2 separate regions of the Sus scrofa genome follow, and region 2 is linked to region 1. A link is a contact called in public HiChIP or PLAC-seq data. All regions are on one chromosome and are shown on one strand. The core of a region is the stretch at or near the end of the contact, and the rest is flanking DNA. Distances in the headings are between cores, read along the strand shown.

Region 1 (6,374 bases), core at 1,776-4,275:
GCCGCATCTGCAACCTACACCACAGCTCACAGCAACACAGGATCCTTAACCCACTGAGAGGCCAGGGATCAAACCTGAGTCCTCATGGTTACTAGTTGGGTTTGCTACCACTGAGCCACAACAGGAACTCCCAGATAAGTTTTTGTTTTTTTTTTAAAAACAAGGCGGGGATGCTATGTCCCCGAGTCCGTACTTCGTGGCTGAAAACCCTCCCTCCGAAGACTACCCATGTCGAAGCGGGTGGAGACCTCACAGCGTACTAATAGAGTGTCATCCTTGATGAAGGTTCTTTGTCTTAGGGCGTCCAGATGCATAAAAGTCACATAGCCAAAACCTTTGGGGTTCCGTGGGATTGTGGGTCTCTGGAAGGCAAGCAGCTCTGGTTTGGCATCCATTATCTCTTCATGGTTTTGCCTGATAGGCGCTTCAGACTGGTCGAGGATTGTAAGGCGTATCGTTCCCTGGAAGGGCCAAGGGAGGTGGCTGTCATACTCTCCTTGCATGGTGTGGACAAAGAGGGATATGTAGTTGGCACAGCGCTGTGCCGTGGGCAGCTGCAGGTGCAGACGCATGCACAGTTTGTAGCCAGGTTTGCCTGTGTAGAATCCAGGACTGTGAATGACAACAGGTTTCTCCTCCTCTTGAGATTTCAAGTGCATCCCAAAGTTGCCAATCTTCCAGATGTAAATCCCATTGCACTGCTGTGCCTCTATTTCTGCAACTTTGTCCTCAAGGCTTCGAATAGTTCGTTTGAGCTCACTTACGTACATGCTCTGAGTTTCCATTTTCGCAGTTAGCTCCCGGATTTGATGGTCCTGTCTTACAAGGCGACCTTCTAACTGCTGAATGGTTTCCTGGAAATTCTGGTCTGAGCAACAGCCAGAGGAAATCCGAGACAAAGGGGAAGAATCATAGGGAAGCATATCACGCTGAGGTACAGGAGCTACTGCGAGGCTTAAACCCTGAAGAGCCTGGGCCATCATTCTCATGTGCGACTGGGTATTCTCTTGCAGGTGGCGTGCCAAGTGATTCCTCTGCATCTACAAATCAAGCACAGGCCTGAGGTTAGGAAGAGACATATGAGGACTAGGAAAGGGACCTGGCCATGTGAAATAAAAGGTTTTTAACTGATGTCATCACTGCCCTCAATCCCCCACAACCTTCTTTGTCTTCATCAGATTCTCAATCCAGAGGTGGCCTCACCTCTTAATTCCCTGAAAAACCGAGGCTATCTGCTGAATATTCCAGGTGTCACTCAGATAAACCTCTCTCCCACCTGTCAAAGTATCAGGATCTACGCCCATCCTTCTCTTCTCATTCAGAACTGACTCTCCTCTGGTCTCGGAGCGATGCTTCCTGTAGCTCTAACTGGCACCCACCCCGTTCCAACACCTCAGAGGTTTTGCTTAGCTACCCCCTGTCTCTTTTACTGTTAAACATCCCCCCTAATTCTTTCCCTCAGTATATAACTATTAAACTCTTATAAAAAAAGGCAAACCTCGGAGTTCCCGTTGTGGAAACGAATCTGACTAGGAACCATGAGGTTGCGGGTTCTGGCCTCTCTCAGTGGGTTAAGGATCCAGCATTGCCATGAGCTGTGCTGTAGGTCGCAGACGTGGCTCCGATCTGGCGTTGCTGTGGCTCTGGAGTAGGCTGGCAGCTATAGCTCCAATTCGGCCCCTAGCCTGGGAACCTCCATATGCTGCTGGTGCGGCCCTAAAAGGACAAAACAAAAACAAACAAACAAACAAAAAAGGCAAACCTCTATACTGATCTTTTATCTCCCTCGAGCTAATACTATTTTCCTCCCTCTTCCTTTTATAACCAAAAGTAGTCCGTCTACAATGACCCCAAACCCTCATTTATTTTTATAAATCTATTGCAAAATGGAATCTTTCCTGTCTTCAGCATCTTCCAAAGTCATCAATATTTTAATTTTGATATGAAAAAATATTCATGACATAATTTTTTATCGTAAGAGTAATTTTTGTATATTATAGAAAATATAGATGATCAGAAAGAAAATGAGTTGCTTTATTTCACCTAACACCATTAACATATTGATACATTTCCTTTAAGTCTTTCTGTATGCTCACAAACAATACAGAATTTTCCCACAGTGTAGTCATACTATATACTATTTGCTCATTTTATTTTTTAAATTATTAAATGTATACTTACTGTAAAAAAAAAATTAGAAATTAAAAAAGCACAGTGGAAAAGCGAAAGTGTTACTGCACTCGCGGCACTCTCCAGAAAGAGAGATTTACACGAACAGTCTCTCTCAGACATTTGACACTGATCACTAGGTCTTGAAACTAATTTTGGAGATTGCAATACCTTCCTTCTCCTTGCTTATTTCACCAACTTCTAAGACTGTTCACTCAGGGTTCCTTTCCTGGTCTATTTCTTTTCCCCGTGCACATTTACTCATGTGAGCCCAATCACACCCTCCATTATTATCACAAACAACTTCCCCAAACCAATACTCTTGAGTCCCAGTTTCTCTTTGGAGCTTAAGACCACATATACACTGCATGTCAGCCATCTCCCATCACAACTGTATCCTCCGCTACACTATATAGTTCAATTTTCTTGATCTATAGTCAAGAATTAAAAGGAAAAAAAGGAACCTTACCTTTTCATGGCAGCCAAAAGTACTGAATGTGCATGGAACTGGGGCTGTAGGACAGTCCAGGTCATAATGATTGGGCATCTGAAAACCAAAAAGAAAAAAAGGTTGAAAAATGTTTTTCCCTGCATATCATAATCTTGTTGGACAAGATCACACTTGAAATGAAGAATTACATTTCCTCTAAATAAAATTATATACTGCCTATGGCTATAGTTCTAACAGAAACATGTTAGTTAGTCCACAAAGATTAAAATGATACTTATTTCCAAAAGTCACAGAGCAAGGTAATGTTATCATCTCATACTATGCCCCCAAATCACTCAAAATTCATTTCAAGGAAATGAATTTATTCCTACTGCCAAGAAACTGGCACCCTCTAGTGGTATTTTAAAGAAAAAGCACCTTCCCATGTCAACCGTGACTGTAAACTCAACTAGCACCCTACACTGTGGTCCAGGCTACTCAACAGGGGCCAGTAAACTGTATACATTAGAGCCACTGATTACATCCAATACTTCCCTCTTGACCACTTGTCATAAATCTTATTTTTTTTTTTTTTTGTTAACCTGGGCACGCTCTGACTACAATGGGGCAACTCAAAGGATACTTTAAGCACTTAAAAGGGTTAAGAAAGTTTCAGCCTTTGATTCTGGGACTCTGAAAATTATTGTTTAAGGTAAGATCCATTATGAAGAATCATGTTCTTTGAAAGTGGTACTAAATTACCTTTAGGAAATTAGTTTAGCTATAATCATAGATACTTCAAACAGAAACAACATCAGAAACTATTTAATCCAATCCTTTATTTCTCATAATCTAGAATAATGGTCAGGACAATTTTTTGTAAAGGGTCATAACAGTAAATATTCTCAGCCTTATAAGCTCCATAGTCTCTGTCCTAAGTACTCAACTCTACCATTATGGTACAAAACCAGCCATATACAACATACAGACACATGGGCATGGCTCTGTTCAAATAAAACTTATTTGCAAAAGTAGGCAGCAGCCAGATTTGGATGGTGGGCGGGTTTGCTGATCACTGCTTGAGAATGTCAACTTCCTTCCCAGAGATCAGTGGGCAAGTTAGTGGCACAGTGAGGATCAAAATCTAGGTTTTCTGACTCTTCACTAGGGTTTTTTCCTACATTAAGTTCTACTTTTGCTGAGTTTTAGATGTGCTACATGGTTTCCTTTAAATACTAAAACAGAACAAAAAGAAAAACCAGGGAGGTGAGACTTCATAAGCAAAAACAAGTTTAACACCTTCAAATTAAGGCTTTGTTGGAAAAAAAAAAAACTAAAGGACTCTGTCAACAGATGAATGGAAAAGTTTAGTCGAGTGACAGGTTTTGCTTGTTCCCATTTAGTAAAGTAATCAATTATGATCTCTGGGTTTGCAGATTTCATGGGTACATAAATATTTAGTGACTAATATTCATATTTTGTGGGTAACTCTCCAAATGTCAGAAGATAACAATCAGATGGAATTTTCCTTTCTCTTATTAACAAAAAAAATGAATAGTTTTCTATTATAACTCCTACTTCTGATTATGTCCCATCAGTGGTCTATAGACAGCTGAGCAGAGGGGCTACAGATTCTGGAAATTTCAAAATCTCCAATATGTCTCAGAGGTCATGGTTGCAAATAATGTTCTGCTATTGAATAGATCTGCTTTCTTTTATTTCATTCATTTCTCTCTTACTGTCTCAACTGGTTTTTGGATACCTAAAATCCTTATTTCACAGTGTAGAAAAATGTATTTCTTATGAAGTTTTTTTTTTTTTTTTTTTTTTTTTTTTTTTTTTGTCTTTTTAGGGCTGCACCCATGGCATAGGGAGGTTCCCAGGCTAGGGGTCTAATTGGAACAGCAGCCTATACCACAGCCACAGCAATGCAGGATCCGAGATGCATCTGCAATGTACACCACAGCTCATGGCAACATCAGATCCTTAGCCCACTGAGTGAGGCCAGAGTTTGAAACTGCGTCCTCATGGATGCTAGTCAGATTCATTTCTGCTGAGCCATGATGGGAACTCCTTATGAAGATTTTTTTTTGTTCTTTAAATGAACATTTTAAATTATTTTTATCTTATAATTACTAGGCTTGTTTGGAACTTTTATGAATATACATAAACATAGGTATTATGTTAATGACAAGAATTTTAGGCACTTAGAGCTGAGTATTTTGTTCTTTCTGAAAGTATATTATTTGAAAAAATTCATATTTAAAAAACTGAAATATAGTGGATTTACAATATTGTGTTGGGTTCACGTATAAAATAGTTATACATGTTTATATTTTCTATATTATACTCCATTATAGGTTACTATAGATATTGAATATAGCTCTCTATGTTATACAATAAATCCTTGTTGCTTATCTATTTTATGTTTAGTAGTTTGTATCTGTTAATCCCACACTCCTAATTTATCCTTTCCCACCTCCCCTTCTCACTTGGTAACCCTAAATTTGTTTCCTATGCCTGTGAGTCTACTTGTTTTGTGTGTACATTCATTTGCATTATTTTTAGATTCCACACACAAGTGGTAACCTATGACATCTGTCTTTGACTTAGTTCACTCAGGATATTCTCAAGGTCCATCTATGTTGCTGTAAATGGCAGTATTTCATTCTTTTTTATGGCTGAGTAATAGTCTATTGTTTACATATACCCTTCTTTTTTTTTTTGTCTTTTGTCTACTTAGGGCCACACTCACGGCATATGGATGTTCCCAGGGTAGGGTCTAATCAGAGCTACAGCTGCCGACCTATGCCACAGCCACAGCCACGCCAGACCCAAGCTGCATCTGTGACCTACACCACAGCTCATGGCAATGCTGAATTCTTGACCCGCTGAGTGAGGCCAGGGATAGAATCCGAAACCTCATCGTTCCTAGTTGGATTCATTTCTAATGCGCCATGATGGGAACTCCTACCCTATCTTCTTATATCAATCGTCTGTTGATGGGTATCTGGGTTGTTTCTAAGCCTTGGCTATTGTAAATAATGCTGCTGTCAACATTGGGGTACACGTATCTTTTTGAATTAGAGTTTTCATCTTTCAGGATATATTTCCCAGGAGTGGGATTGCTGGATCATATGGTAGTTATACTTTTAGTTTTTTAAGAAAACTTCATACTATTTTCCAGAGTGGCTGCATCAATTGACATTTTCATCCGCAGTGGTGGAGGTTCCCTCTTCCCCAAAATTTGTAGACTTTCTGATGATAGCTATTCTGACTGGTGTGATGCGATAACCTCATTGTGGCTTTGCTTTGCATTTAAAATTAATATAATTTTAATTCTTCTTCAATCTATGTTCATTTTACCTTATTTTTTAAATTTTTCAATTAAAAACCCAATTCACTTCTTTATAGAAATATTGATTTATGAAAGGGAATCATTATACCTGTTCTCTGATGAGCACCGTATTGCAATATTCACAGATGACATTTGCCAAAGGACAGTTCTGGTCATGAATCTAAATTTTATTAGGGAAACATAAGAAAAATGTGAGAAAACCTGAAAAGGTAAAAACAACCAATTTTTTAAAAAGTAATTTTTTCACTATGAATTAAGCACATTGATGTGTGTAACACAAAAACGTGAGAATAATCTATAAAAGTTATTTTCTCTCCCTTTGCCAGTGTAGTAATGAGATTCATCTCACCCTCCAAGTCTTTATTTTTTATTTTATTTTTTTTGCTTTTCAGGGCCACAACCAGTAGCATATGGAGA
Region 2 (6,374 bases), core at 1,526-4,025, 130 kb before region 1:
GGATCGGGCCTGCAACCTCATGGTTCCTAGTCGGGTTCTCATCTTGGCATCTAGTCCCTGTCTCGGTTAATAAGAGGGTTCTTTCTGGTACCAGGAGGGCACCTTTCTCAGGGGAAACGTATACCCTGTTTTTAGGCAGAAAGGGTTTCTGGAGTGTGAGCAAAGAAGAGGCAACTCTGCTGCCCTGGAGGACTTTCCATGAAGAAGGATTCTGAAAGTGGAGAAGAGGGAAGGTGGAGAGAGGATGAAGAGGGAGCAAATGTGCCTCATGTCACATGTTAGGGGAAACGGGGCATCCAGGTCAAGCTCCTGAATCTCTCAAGGATTTAGCCTGGAGAGAAGGAGAGCAGATCGAGCAGGCATTTCGTCCCGGTGGAGACAGTGAGGAGCTGGGTGGAGGAAGGGTGTGTGCGTGGTGGGGCAGAGGAGGTGCAGACGAGGGAAGTTATGTCTCTGGATCCTCAAGTGGGATCCCCCAATTTTTCCTTTTCCTTCCATTCAAATAAGAGGGCAGTTGGACCCTGGGTTATGGTACTTGGCACTTAGATGAATAGAGGGCTTATACATCCCTGCCCCACCTCAGCTACCAGGACACCAGGTAGAGGAAGAGCAAACCCGTATATCAGGTTTCTCAGCTTCAGCACTCCTGACATTTGGGACCAGGTAGTTCTTTCTTATAGGTGACTGTCCTGTGTATTGTAGGATGTTTAATGACATCCTTGCCACGAGATGCCACTAGTGGTGAGGATTTAAAGTCTTTCTGACACTGCTGGATGCCCTCAGGGTGGTGGAGGTGGGGGTACAAAAATCACTCAGGGTTGAGAACCAATGCCTTGTATCAATGTGCTTACAATGGGCACATCCACCATCGCATAAGCCAAACCCATAAAATCTTTTTTTTTTTTTTTGTCTTTTTAGGGGTTCCCGGGCTAGGGGTCAAATCAGAGCTATAGCTGCCAGCCTACACCACAACCACAGCAACATGGGGTCTGAGCCGCATCTGCGACCTACACCACAGCTCACGGCAACGCCGGATCCTTAACCCACTGAGCGAGCCAGGGATCGAACCTGTGTCCTCATGGATGCTAGTCAGATTCATTTCCTCTGAGCCACGATGGGAACTCCAAACCCAGAAAATCTCAAAATTTGGAGCTCTAGATCATTCCTCGAGAATGAAGTGATTACTCTTTTCCAAATAATCTTTAGAAAAGTGATTTGTTCCTTCATTCAACAAATATGTGTTGTTTACGTACTATGTGCCAGAAGGGAGGTCTTTAGAGAGATCAGAGTGAATGGGATGAGTTTAAAATGTTTATAGGCAAGATCAGGGATGACGTGAAAATGAATGACCGCCTCCAGGACTTAAAAGCCCCACGGGGGATGGGAGAAGGGAGAGAAGGCAGAAAAGAGACTGTCAGATGTGGATGGACAACCCGGAGAACATCCCGCTGCAGGAATTAGCCTAGGAATTGAGCTGCTGAGAGCATGGGCTTTGAAGTCAGATATGCCTGGGTCTGAATCTTGGCTTCCGCTGAGTAGGGCAAATTATTTTCTTAACTTCGGTTCCCTCATCTGCAGAATAGAGATGCTAACACTACTCTGCTCGTGATTGTTTAGAAGATTCAAGAAGATAATGCATGTAAAGCTTCTTAGCACAGAGCCTGGGACCTGGTGAACACTCAACCATCCCACAGAAGCTTCTCTAATCATCTTTCAGCTTATTTTAAACTTAGGAAGAAAAGTTGTGTTCTGGGTAAAACACACCCACTGCCACCAAAAAGAGAAAGAAGTCATTGGGACAGTTATTTTAGCTTCAGCCTTTTTTTTTTTGGCCTTTTTTGTCTTTTTAGGGTCGCATCCATGGCATATGGAAGTTCCCAGGCTAGGGGTCTAATCGGAGTTGTAGCCACTGGCCTACACCAGAGCCACAGCAATGCCAGATCTGAGCTGCGTCTGCAACCTACACTACAGCTCATGGCAACGCTGGATCCTTAACCCACTGAGCAAGGCGAGGGATTGAACCCGCAACCTCATGGTTCCTAGTCGGATTCACTTCCGCTGCACCACAACGGGAACTCCAACTTCAGCCTTTTGATTGCCCCTTATTTATGGCTTATTGGGGGTGTGTTGTGCCTGGTTTGAAGGTGTCTTATGAATATTACTAAATCCTTTATTTCTCATGTGCACAAGAGCAGGGAGAGTGTGGAACATGTTACTCAGAGACTTGCTCATAATGGAAATGAAAGTAGAAGTCATTGTTTAAAATTGAAAGCGAGAGGAAGAATTCTGCATGTGCCTTTGAGGCAAAGTGGGGGCAGTGGGGACCATCATGGGCAGAGAACTGAGCTTAACACATAGTAAGGACTCAAGAAATATCTTCCGTTGTCATCATCATCAAACTCACCATCATGTAGAACAAAGAGGGGATGATACAGTATGTGGAAAATGTTGAGCTTGCACACTCTACAGTTATTAGCAAGAAAAAATGAAGAGCAAAATGGAAAAAAAAATCTCAGGCGTTTCCATTGCAACTCAGCGGGTTAGGGACCCAACGTTGTCTCTGTGAAGATGTGGGTTCGATCCCTGGCCTGGCTCAGAGGGTTAAGGATCCGGCATTGCCTCAAGCTGCAGCGTAGGTCACAGATGTGGCTCAGATCTCGTGTTGCCATAGTTGTGGTGTAGGCCTGCAGCTGTGGCTCCTATTTGACCCCTAGCCCAGGAAGTGGCCACAAGTGTGGCTGTAAAAAAAAAAAAATCTTGAATAGGAGACTGGAACAGAGCATCAACCCCAGAAACCTCATGCAGATTTAGGAGCCAGCTAGGGATTGGAAAACGCAAGGGCTTAGCTTGCAGAAAGTGGAAAGTGCCACTTGGAGATTTTTGTTGCAAGCCATGGGTGTTGCATAATCTAAGTTCGTATGACTCCATTCCGCATTAAAATGAACCTTGGCTAGAGTTCCCTGGTGGCTCAGCAGGTTAAGGATCTGGTGTTGTTACTGCAGTGGCTTAGGTCACTGCTGAGGCAAGGGTTTGATCCCTGACCTGGGAGCTTCCACGTGCCTTGAGCATGGCCAAAAAATAAAAAGATTTAAAAAATAAAAAATAAAAAATAAAATGAACCTTGGGTGATTGGGGTGTGGATACCATAGATCTCTGAGATACTTATGGAGACCACCTGGGGAGGGAGTGCCAATTGCCTCTATAGATTTCCAGACTGATCTATTTTAAGGAACTATACCTGAGAGAGATGTATGACAGTAGCAAGGAGAACTAGAAACCTTAGAATGTCAACTAGTGCTTCTGCTTAGTGGGCACGCGAATGAATGTTGCAAACAAACCCTTCTCGGTCCCCTTAGATTCGCAAATCTTATACCAGCAATAGCAGCTCACATTTATTGAGGGTATAATATGTACCTGTCAGTGTTCTAAGCATACTTCATAGACTTTCACTGAAACTCTGCAAGCTGGGTATTGTCACGTTCCCAGTTTAGTGATCTGGAAGCTTTGGCACAAGGGATCCAGCCAGTCAGTTGTGCAAGATGTGAACCAGGCAGTCTGGCTCCAAAGCCCTTTTAACTACTAAACTTACAAATGGCTTTTTAAGACCTGACCTATTTTTAAGTATAAAAGCTTCTGTATTGTCACGATGACTATCGCTATGAGAGAAGCCCCGTCATTGACGTCAAAGAGAGTTACGACCAAGTCAAAGCCATTTGATTTAGAACAAGCACATCATTGACCCTTGGGTGGGTGGTTTCTGTAAAGCACTGGGATGGCAGCCAGACTGCAAGGGCTTCCAGGAGTCAAGGGAGGTGAGAAAAGGGAGGCCTTGATGTATAGATCACTTCCAGGAGTCTGCCAGTAATAGTGGAGAGAGACATAGAATTATCACTACAAGGAGCAGCTGGCCACGTGGAGCCTGTTTTTTTCTTCTCCCCATGGCGATGAATACACACTGGAGGGAAAGAAAAGGGGCTGGTGGAAGAGACGAGGATAAAGATGCAGAAATGGGGGGAAAGATGTCTCAAGCAGATATTGGGGAAGGGATAGTGCTTAGGGCACTAGCGGAGGGTTTGGCGTCCAGATGCATTTGGAAAAGATGTTTGGGAATTGACTTGATGATCCCCTGAGGAACTGGTAGTTAAATTTTTAGTAAGCTGGATCCACACTGTGCTGAAAGCCCACATTCTCCTGGTCTGGATGGTCCGTTATCTAACTGTTTGGATAACTGGGTGTGTGTCCCAGAGCTGCTGTTAGATAGCTCTTTGATCTTGGGGGAAAAAAAAAAAAGTCCTTTCTGGTCTCTGAGCCTCCATGTCCCTATCTTGTGAAGTGGTGGATTTGAACTCAAGAACCAGGGTCCTTTGCTCTTGCAGCAGTACTAACTTCTCATGGGAATAGAAGAAGTTCCTGCCATTTTAGGTGAAGGTTTAATGCCTCTGTTGTGCAGTTTTTGTCTTAGGGTGGGAGGGAGGCCAGCCTTCCTCCCCTCTGTGCTGGAGAGAGAGGTGATTTGACCAGAAGAGTTAATTAACACCTCTGTATTATATTTGCAAATGTGTGTAATGAAATGGACTACTTCATTACCAGGATTCTAAGGGCCTCCTTCCAAATGCTATGAAAAACATCTGTCTTTATTAGCTGTATATATAGCTGAACCTCAGCAACATCAGGCAATACTGCCCGTTTGTTGCTGGAAACTGATGTGTCGTCATTTGAATGTGCAAGTCCACCCACTGGGCATGGGCTGTGGATCTGCCTAAGAGCCTAGTTCTCAGGAAAGAGGATCAAACAGTGTATTTGTGTTAATAACCATCGGTTGTTAACAGCCTCTATCTGTAGAAGAAGAATTTGCCTTCACCCCCGGAACTATAAAATTCAGCTCAGCAAAATCGTAGAGTGCCTACTATGTGTCAGACACCAAACAGGAAAATGGTGACTATGGATATCAGTTTGACTGATCAAAGCCCATAACCACAATAAAAACACAAAACAGGAAACCATGATGAATATCTGGTGTGCAGCTATTTGCAACACAAGGGGTGCAACACACCCCTAGATATGTGTGTGTGTGTGTGTAATGACAGGCTGAACAGGGCAGGTTTTATGGTGGGCACCCAGGGAGAAAAGCTGCACAAGTGATGCTTTTACCTTGCTATGGCTATTCTGTTGATCAAGAACATTTATGATGGATGATCAAACAACAACAGCAACAACCACACACACACACACTCACACACACACACACACACACACACACACACACGAAGACTGCTACCTCTGTAGCATTTTGGTGTATACGTGTGGTCTTAACTTAGGTGTTTGATGCAAGCTGCAGGTAGTTTTCTGAAGTAGCGGGTCTCAGAGTGGGGTCCAGGGACCTTTGAAGTTGCCCTCAGGACCTCTGCAGACACACAGGGCCTCCAGCTAGAAAGGCTGGCACTTGGCTTAGTGCTCTGCTGGTCCTGTCTTGAAATTGGAAGCAACTTTTGAACAAGGGGACCCCATTTTCAGTTTGTGCTGCAAATTATTTAGCTGGTCTTAGCTGCTTAAGATCCTTTCATGGGATCCATGAGCTCAAAGCTGTTTTAATAATGATGATGATGATCTTACGACTTTATTTGCCTTTCGCACTCTTTCTCACGCTAGTACATACACAGTGGAATTTTCCAGAGGCTACATGACATTGCATCTGTATTGCAGCAGATCGACTGCAGAAGCAGATACTGAGCATCCAGTGATTTACTCGGCAGCCAGACATTAAAGAGATCTGCAGACTTGAAAAATAATGCTGCTCAGCTCACTGCATATATTTGGCTTTTGGGAAATTTAGCCAATTTTCACAAAAATACGTTATTGATGTTAACATGGTTTTTAAGCCAATTAATAATTATTTTAATTTTTTCTCAGTTTTGTTTTTAATATAACATATCAACAGACACAACTCATGAAAACCAAAAGTTCTGATGATCATCCGTAAGTTTTAAGAGTATAAAGGGATAGTGAAATTTCTGAAATTTCTGAAAGCCATGCACAGCTCTATAGGTACTTACTTCTTCTATCAGAGGAAAGAAACCATTGAAGAAATGTGACCAAAATACAATGTGTTTGTTTATACTTGGACTAGCCAAGGGTTTTCCAGAGAAATAGAACACACACCCACACAAATTTATCATAGAAACTGGCCCTCACAATTATGGAAGCCAAGTCATCTTGCTGAAAGTAGTCATGCAAGCTGAAGACCCGTGAAAGCCAGTGGTGTGATTCGATCTTGAATCTGAAAGTCCAAGACCAGGAGCACCAAGGTCCAGAGGCGAGGAGAAGATGGATGTCCCAGCTCAAGCCCAGAGCAAATTCTCCCTTCCTCTGCTTTT

What was found. HiChIP or PLAC-seq counts read pairs in DNA pulled down with a chosen protein or histone mark.
Region 2: a contact with region 1 is called in an H3K27ac HiChIP or PLAC-seq map of alveolar macrophages. The contact joins two enhancer-like sites. A contact is called at or near these places in 11 of 47 Hi-C or Micro-C datasets (adipose tissue, blood, epiblast stem cells and 5 more) and 1 of 2 datasets of contacts at active chromatin or transcription factors (alveolar macrophages).

Annotation. Positions count from the first base shown.
Region 1 is chr2:24,616,307-24,622,680 of Sscrofa11.1, reverse strand. It overlaps TRAF6 (TNF receptor associated factor 6), which reads right to left. Exons shown (of 6, transcript NM_001105286.1): 4 at 6,046-6,117; 5 at 2,639-2,716; 6 at 174-1,040. The coding sequence ends at 174. Among named protein-coding and RNA genes, the nearest start is that of TRAF6, 11 kb to the right of the region's middle. Within about 2 kb of position 3,025, at least 2 of the 83 cell types and tissues checked have an H3K27ac peak or open chromatin away from gene starts, as enhancers often do. A contact at or near this core is called in alveolar macrophages, where this site is marked.
Region 2 is chr2:24,749,107-24,755,480 of Sscrofa11.1, reverse strand. The region is part of intron 2 of PRR5L (proline-rich protein 5-like); the gene reads left to right. The region is part of intron 1 of LOC106507997 (a long non-coding RNA gene); the gene reads right to left. Among named protein-coding and RNA genes, the nearest start is that of PRR5L, 60 kb to the left of the region's middle. Within about 2 kb of position 2,775, at least 1 of the 83 cell types and tissues checked has an H3K27ac peak or open chromatin away from gene starts, as enhancers often do. A contact at or near this core is called in alveolar macrophages, where this site is marked.